Regions from separate parts of the Mus musculus genome. Here region 2 is linked to region 1. A link is a contact called in public Hi-C data. All regions are on one chromosome and are shown on one strand. The core of a region is the stretch at or near the end of the contact, and the rest is flanking DNA. Distances in the headings are between cores, read along the strand shown. Region 1 holds the start of Epb41l4b (erythrocyte membrane protein band 4.1 like 4b). Region 2 overlaps Epb41l4b (erythrocyte membrane protein band 4.1 like 4b).

Region 1 (2,969 bases), core at 348-2,847:
GACAACAGCTTTGGGCTGGGGAATGTTGGCACCTTTTCTATGAAAAGGCCTCGCGAGGATATTTTTGTGACAAAATGCTCTCCTATAGAGCACAGGAACCACAAAAATGAAACTACCATAAATTGAAGCTGTCTCCAAATTAACCCACAGGAAGCAGCATTAGAGCCTAGGCTAGCGAGGCTGATTTTTCCCATCTGAAACCCTTACAGGTTAAGTGTTCTCTCCTTAAATCCAACGAATTCCTACCACCCAGTTACAGACTGTCCGGAGGCCTAAACACTCCGGACAATCTGTAACTCATCTAAAGCTCAATTACTGCGGTGTCTTCAGTCATGCCCAAAGATTCCCGAAGGCACCGTCTGCCGCAGCGCAGTGGGCGCCCGTTAGTGCAGCGTTTGATAGGATCTGACTGGCCCCTTCGGCCAAAAAGGCTCTTTTGGCGGCTGGACTCCCTGTCGGAGACACTGGCGCTGGCCTAGCTTGCCACTGGAACTGGGCCCGGGTGCAACCACCTGTGGGTGTGTGAACCGGACGCAGGCCCTGGTGCTGCCACCCCGGGATGCCCTGAACGAACCACGCAAACTGCCGGGTGTGGGAGAGAGTGGGTAGGCCAGTCCAGAGGGGACCGGGGCCAACTCCCAGCACGCCAAGGCTTATCTCTCCGTTCAAAGCGGACCTGGCCTGAGTTGGCTCCCAAGTCGCTCCACTCCCTGCGAGGTTGTGAGCCAGGGAGCACTTTGGGATAGGCTCCCTATGGGGGCCATCCACGGGGAATCGGGAGAAGGCAGAGCGGCAAAACTGTTCCCTAAGCCTCTTCCCAAACTTGGGGCACCTGCTGAGCAGCAGGCAAGGATTTCTTCTCCACCAAGGCCTGATACCCAAAGCGGGATACCCCGGAACAGCCCTGCGTCGCTTGAAAAATTCTACTCAATCCAGCAGCCGAAGGCCAACATTGGCAGGGAATGCCAGCCACCTGCGCCAAGGGGAGGGGACGTAGGGACGTGTGCATGGGATAGCATGGGGTAGGAGTGAGGCACAAAAATCCTAGGTGGTCGCCAAAGAAGGGCGCCGCAACCCTGCGGTTGCAAGGTGCCAAAGACTGGGCCCCAGAGCATACCCGGGCTGGTGGTCTGGGAGGGTTCATGGCTGGGGAAGATTGGCAGAAGATGGGGGAGGGGTCCCCAAAAAACAGCCCGGGTAGCTTCCCAGAGAGAAAGAAAGACTGGGACAGGGGGTTCTGACCCAAGCAGAGCAGGCTGCTAGTGCCCCGCACGCGCCGCGTCACTCACCGGCAGGTCCACGCTCACTTCGGTTCCGTCGAGCAGGAAGACACGGCAGTAAAGGGTGGCCTTGGCAGCTCCCGAGGCGGAGATGTGCACAGCCGCGCCGCCGGTGAGCAGGGGCCCGCCGCCGGCCGGGAATACGCTGCCCCCGGGCGCGGCGGGCAGCACCGAGGAGCTGGCGGCGGCAGCCGGGCCCCCTCGCGGCCCCCCGTCGCGCTCGTCCCCCAGCCCGGCGGCCCCGCGCCCCGCCGCGCCCCGCGCGTAGCGCTGCATGGAGCGGCGGCCAAAGGTCCGGCGCAGGAACCGCAGCATCCTGGCCGGGGGCGCCCCCTGCCTCCGCCCCCTGCGCTGCCGCCGCGCCGCCGCCCGGGAGCGCCCGGCGCCGCCGTCAGTGCCCGCCGCGCCGCGCCGCCTCCCGCGGGCTGCGGCCCGGGGCTCGCTCCCGCCCCAGCCGAGGCCGCCGCCGCGCTCCGGCCGCCCGCGGGACGCGTCGGCCGGGCCAGCGCCCGCCGAGAGTAGCCGCGCGGGAGAGAACGCGCACAGGCGGCCCGGGGGACCGTCCCGCTGCTGTCGCCGCTGTCGCTGCCGCGCGCTTGGGGCGGTCGGTCGGTGCCGGCTGCTGCGTGGCCGCTGCCCCGCGAAGAGCGCCGCGGGGGGACCCGGCTGCGGGCTGCTCCCGCGCCGCGCGCCGGCCGAGGGCCAGCCGGAGCAAAGCGCCTGCGTGCTCCCGGCGCGCTCGCTCCCACTCGCGCCGCGCCCGGCCCGAGGAGGCCCCCGCCGAGCGCCCGCTCCCGGGGCGCCTTTTCCTGCGCCCGCAGCCCCCGCCTCCCACCTGGGAGGGCTGCACCTCCAGCCGCCGCCGCCGGCACTGCAGCACGCCCTCCTCCCCCGGGGCTGCGCCGGGCTTGTGCTGCCCCCTGCCGGCCCGAGCGCCCCCTGCTGCTGTAGGTGCGCTCACGTGCGTACACGTAGGTGAGCACACACGTGTTTCCGGGCGCGCAGGACCCCCTAGAAGTCCAAGAGTTCCTCCTGCTTGACCAGATGAAGAAAATAAGACTGTCTCCTTCCAGGGAAGTCTTACCCCTAGGGCAAAGAAAAACACGGCTCTTTCTGGAAGAAAAACAAAAACAAAAACAAAACACCAACCGTACTCAGTTTCTCCTTCTGCAGAAGTGGAGTAGGCGACCTAGAAGGTCCCTGCCACTTAATGAAATTCTATCTGCTTAAAATCTCAACCCTGGCTGGAGCTTTAACCTGCCAGTCCAACGGACCCGTTCCAAACAAGAAAATTGAGGCCTGCGAGGAGGGGAAGTACTTTTCCATACTCCTTTGGAGACACCCTGCTTCAAGGACCTCGCCCATGCCCAGAATTAAGGAAAGGTCCTGCATAAGCTATTGCTACTGAGAAGGTTGGTCAAGGTTGGACAGACTCCTGGGAAGCGAAGCAGAACATAAGAATGAATTGCATAGGGCACATGGAGCAAACTGGAGACAGCGAATTGCTAACAATCAATGCCCACAGGTTCAGGGTTTGCCCACAGACAAGTGAGTTGTCCTGTGTTGCAGAAAGGAATGTGGGAAATGAAGCTGAAAGGAGGCCAGGCCTTTGGGGAGAATAACACTACTGTTTATCAGGCCCTAATTTTGTGCCAGACATTACGGTAAGCCCTTTCCATATGTCTTAAT
Region 2 (2,969 bases), core at 129-2,628, 52 kb before region 1:
CTTCCTGAGAACCCAGGTTAGAGTCTCAGCACCCACAGAGGTTACACCCATCTGTAACTCCAATTCTGGGGGATCCAACACCCTCTTCTGACCTCCGTGCATGGTGTACTCACATGGTTTATGACATACAGATTCAGGCAAAACATCATACAGATTGAATGAAAATAAATTAACATTTAAAGGGTTTGCTCTAGGGGATCAGAGTTTGGATCCCCAGAACCTACAGAAAAGCCAGGCAGGTGTTAACGGCTACCTGTAATTCCAGGTTAGGAAGACAGAGAGAGGATTCCCAGAGTGAACCCCTGATGAGAGTGCCAGTATCAGAGAGCTCTGGATTTGATTGAGAGACCCTGCCTCAATGAGTGAGGTATCAAAGTGGTATCAACCCTCCATGTGTGCCCACATATATGCAAACATACATACATACATACACATATATACCACATGTAAATAGAAAAAGAAAAACAAATAATTTGCTTTGCATGTAAGTGTATTTTTCTATTAACCAAAGTTTCCCAAAGTTTTTTAAAAGAGGTCAGGAAGCTCTTAAGACCCCTAAGAAACTGATCTGAAAGGCCCTTCTAAAAATTCTGAGTTCCTGGTGTTATAATCGCTCTTCCCCAGTGACTCCAGGTCTCCAGTAATCTAGCTAAAACGACAAACCCTGTGCTAAACTCTGATTGCATACCAGCCTGTGGTTCTAACACCCTCAACTCTGACATCAGGAAAACAAAGTCCCTGGCCTCCTTCATTCTTTTACACTCCTGAACCCCCATCACTGACGGGAAGAGGCAGATGGTTCCGCTGTGGCCAGGGAGGACATTTCAGATACTCCTCTTATTTACCAGAAAACCTACTTCAGTTCTATCTGCCTAAGGAGGTTACAAAGCCATTTCTCTCATATAAACATTTATGTTAAAATTGTTGACATGCTCAGTAGTCTAACTTCTATAGGAAGCTACATATGAGAACACTATAGAGAAACATCGCAAGTCCATCCAAAAGAGAAAACATTGTAACATGTCCACTATCACTGTAACTAACTCAATGCATAGCGGAGCTCCACTGCTATAAAAAGAACTGGAATGGAACAGGCAAAGTAGGTTTCTCTCCAGCTATTCCGAAACAGAGGCTAATTCTGCTGACTACCTGGGACTGGCAGAAGCCATCTCCACCGTGCACATGTTACTAATGAGAAAGGGCGGGGCTGAACGAGCACAGTGTACTCCACACCTAACCACAAAGCCCAAGAGGACTGTGTGGGAGGAGGGAGGGGTGGAAACACACAAAAGCACATAACAGATGAATTAGAACACAATAAGCGTGCACACTGTGCTAAGGAGAGGAGAATGTGGGCCTCTGTCATCTCTACACTGCCTAGACTGGGTAACAAAAGCGGATCGCCACAGCAGGGCGCCTATCTCTAAGGCGCCGCGGCTGGGATGCTACATCTCATTGTTTATAGCTTTGAATTGGCAATGACCTAAATGTCCGTCAACAAAGACAGATTCAAAAATGGCTCCCCTGTGTAATGCATTACTATTTTAAAAGGATGTAGGCTGATATTTACTGGTGTGACAAGAGCACAATGTTAAGGTAGGAATAAGAAATCAGGTAGGATCCTGCTTACAGAAAATTATTATTTTCTATCAAGGTTATGTCCAGAAATATTTGTAGGGGATTTTTTTGGGGAGGGGTGGGTAGGGACGTGCGGGTCATTTTCTTTCACCTTTCTGAACAGCCTTTTATTTTAACAAGATTATTATCCAGTGTGGGAGGATTATCCTTTTTTTTGATTTATTCACTGTTTGCCTACTACTAGGTATGTTTATTTCGTGTTCTGAGACAGGCTCGCATGTATTCCAGGCTGGCCTCAAACTCCCTTGGTAGCCAAGGATGACAACGAACTTGTGATCATCTTACTTGCATCTCCTGAGTGCTAGCAATACAGGTACCCACTACCACACCCAGCCCAGAGCTTCCTGCTGCCTAGATAGCCATGCCGACACCCATCTTACATCCTCGGCTCCGAGGTAGGCAATTTTGATGAGGGATTTGGAGAACAAGAATTAGACCTCACCATTGCCCTTAACCATGCAGGAAAACCCCCGATAGTCTCATTCTGGGAAGGACAGCCATAGAGAGGACAGGAGCATACTTATGTTCCTGCCAAGCACCACGCTAACGTCCGTGACCAAACCTGTACTTAACGAACTCACCATTCCCAGGCACATCAAGTTCTCCCGCAGCCAGCCTTCTAGTCTCAGCAGCTCCAGACACCCACAGCTTAAAGGAACCCATTCCCTTCTTTCTCCCGTTTCCTTACCATTAGGCTGAGTAGATCAAGTTCAAGCCCATCTTCCCTCTCCCTCCACTGTTAAGCTCTCATCTCGATCCAAGCCCAACTTGTGTGGTTTCCTTGGCCCAAGTTTCAGATCCAACTGCACCTGACAATGCTGGAAGAACTAAATGGACGAAGCTGACACCAGGGGTCATACAAGACCCACCAGCCCCATCTGAAAGCATTGGTTTCACAGATGTGCCGAGTGTGCCGTTCAGTACTTACTACTTACTCTTCCGTACTCTCCTCCACAGGAGGATGTCCTGTGGATCTTAAAATGTCTTCAGCTCTATGTGAGCTCTACAAAATCTCAGGCAACTCCAGGGTTTATGGGTTAGTCCAAGAGGTGAGATGGTCAAATGTCCACACCTGGGGCTAATGTAAGGGGGACAGTTGCCAGATGCTCATATGGGCAGCAGCCAGTTCTGCCCTGGGGCCACATTGCTAATGGGGTTCCCTTTATCTATCTTCATGGAGGCTTCATCCTTTGCATCTAAAGCAGGGCTTGCCAAGACAGAGTCCATAAAATATCTGAAGCTGAAATAGGAGTCAAAGTGAAATCAGTAGTCTAAGCTCCTTGACCCAGGGGATTTTTCAGAACAAGGGCTGTTGGCTCCATCAGAGCTGA

Evidence for each region. A called contact is a pair of places that touch in the nucleus more often than the background predicts.
Region 2: a Hi-C map of cortical neurons shows a contact between it and region 1, with 1.7 times the contacts expected there. The contact joins the enhancer-like site here to the promoter of Epb41l4b in region 1. A contact is called at or near these places in 7 of 39 promoter capture datasets (embryonic stem cells, frontonasal cranial neural crest, liver and 4 more), 1 of 15 datasets of contacts at CTCF or cohesin (large pre-B cells), 13 of 484 Hi-C or Micro-C datasets (LSK cells, cerebellar granule neurons, cerebellum and 8 more), 4 of 115 datasets of contacts at active chromatin or transcription factors (all in embryonic stem cells) and 3 of 9 other capture datasets (adipose tissue, liver and pancreatic islet).

Annotation. Positions count from the first base shown.
Region 1 is chr4:57,141,559-57,144,527 of GRCm38.p6, forward strand. Epb41l4b (erythrocyte membrane protein band 4.1 like 4b) reads right to left here and starts at 1,598. Exons shown (of 25, transcript NM_001355492.1): 1 at 1,290-1,598. The coding sequence starts at 1,595. LOC108168956 reads right to left here. Exons shown (of 2, transcript XM_017320489.1): 2 at 1,700-2,433. The coding sequence ends at 1,700.
Region 2 is chr4:57,090,258-57,093,226 of GRCm38.p6, forward strand. All of the region lies in intron 2 of Epb41l4b (erythrocyte membrane protein band 4.1 like 4b), which reads right to left. Among named protein-coding and RNA genes, the nearest start is that of Gm34738, 42 kb to the left of the region's middle. Within about 2 kb of position 1,379, at least 73 of the 459 cell types and tissues checked have an H3K27ac peak or open chromatin away from gene starts, as enhancers often do. A contact at or near this core is called in cerebellum, cerebral cortex, cortical neurons and 3 more, where this site is marked.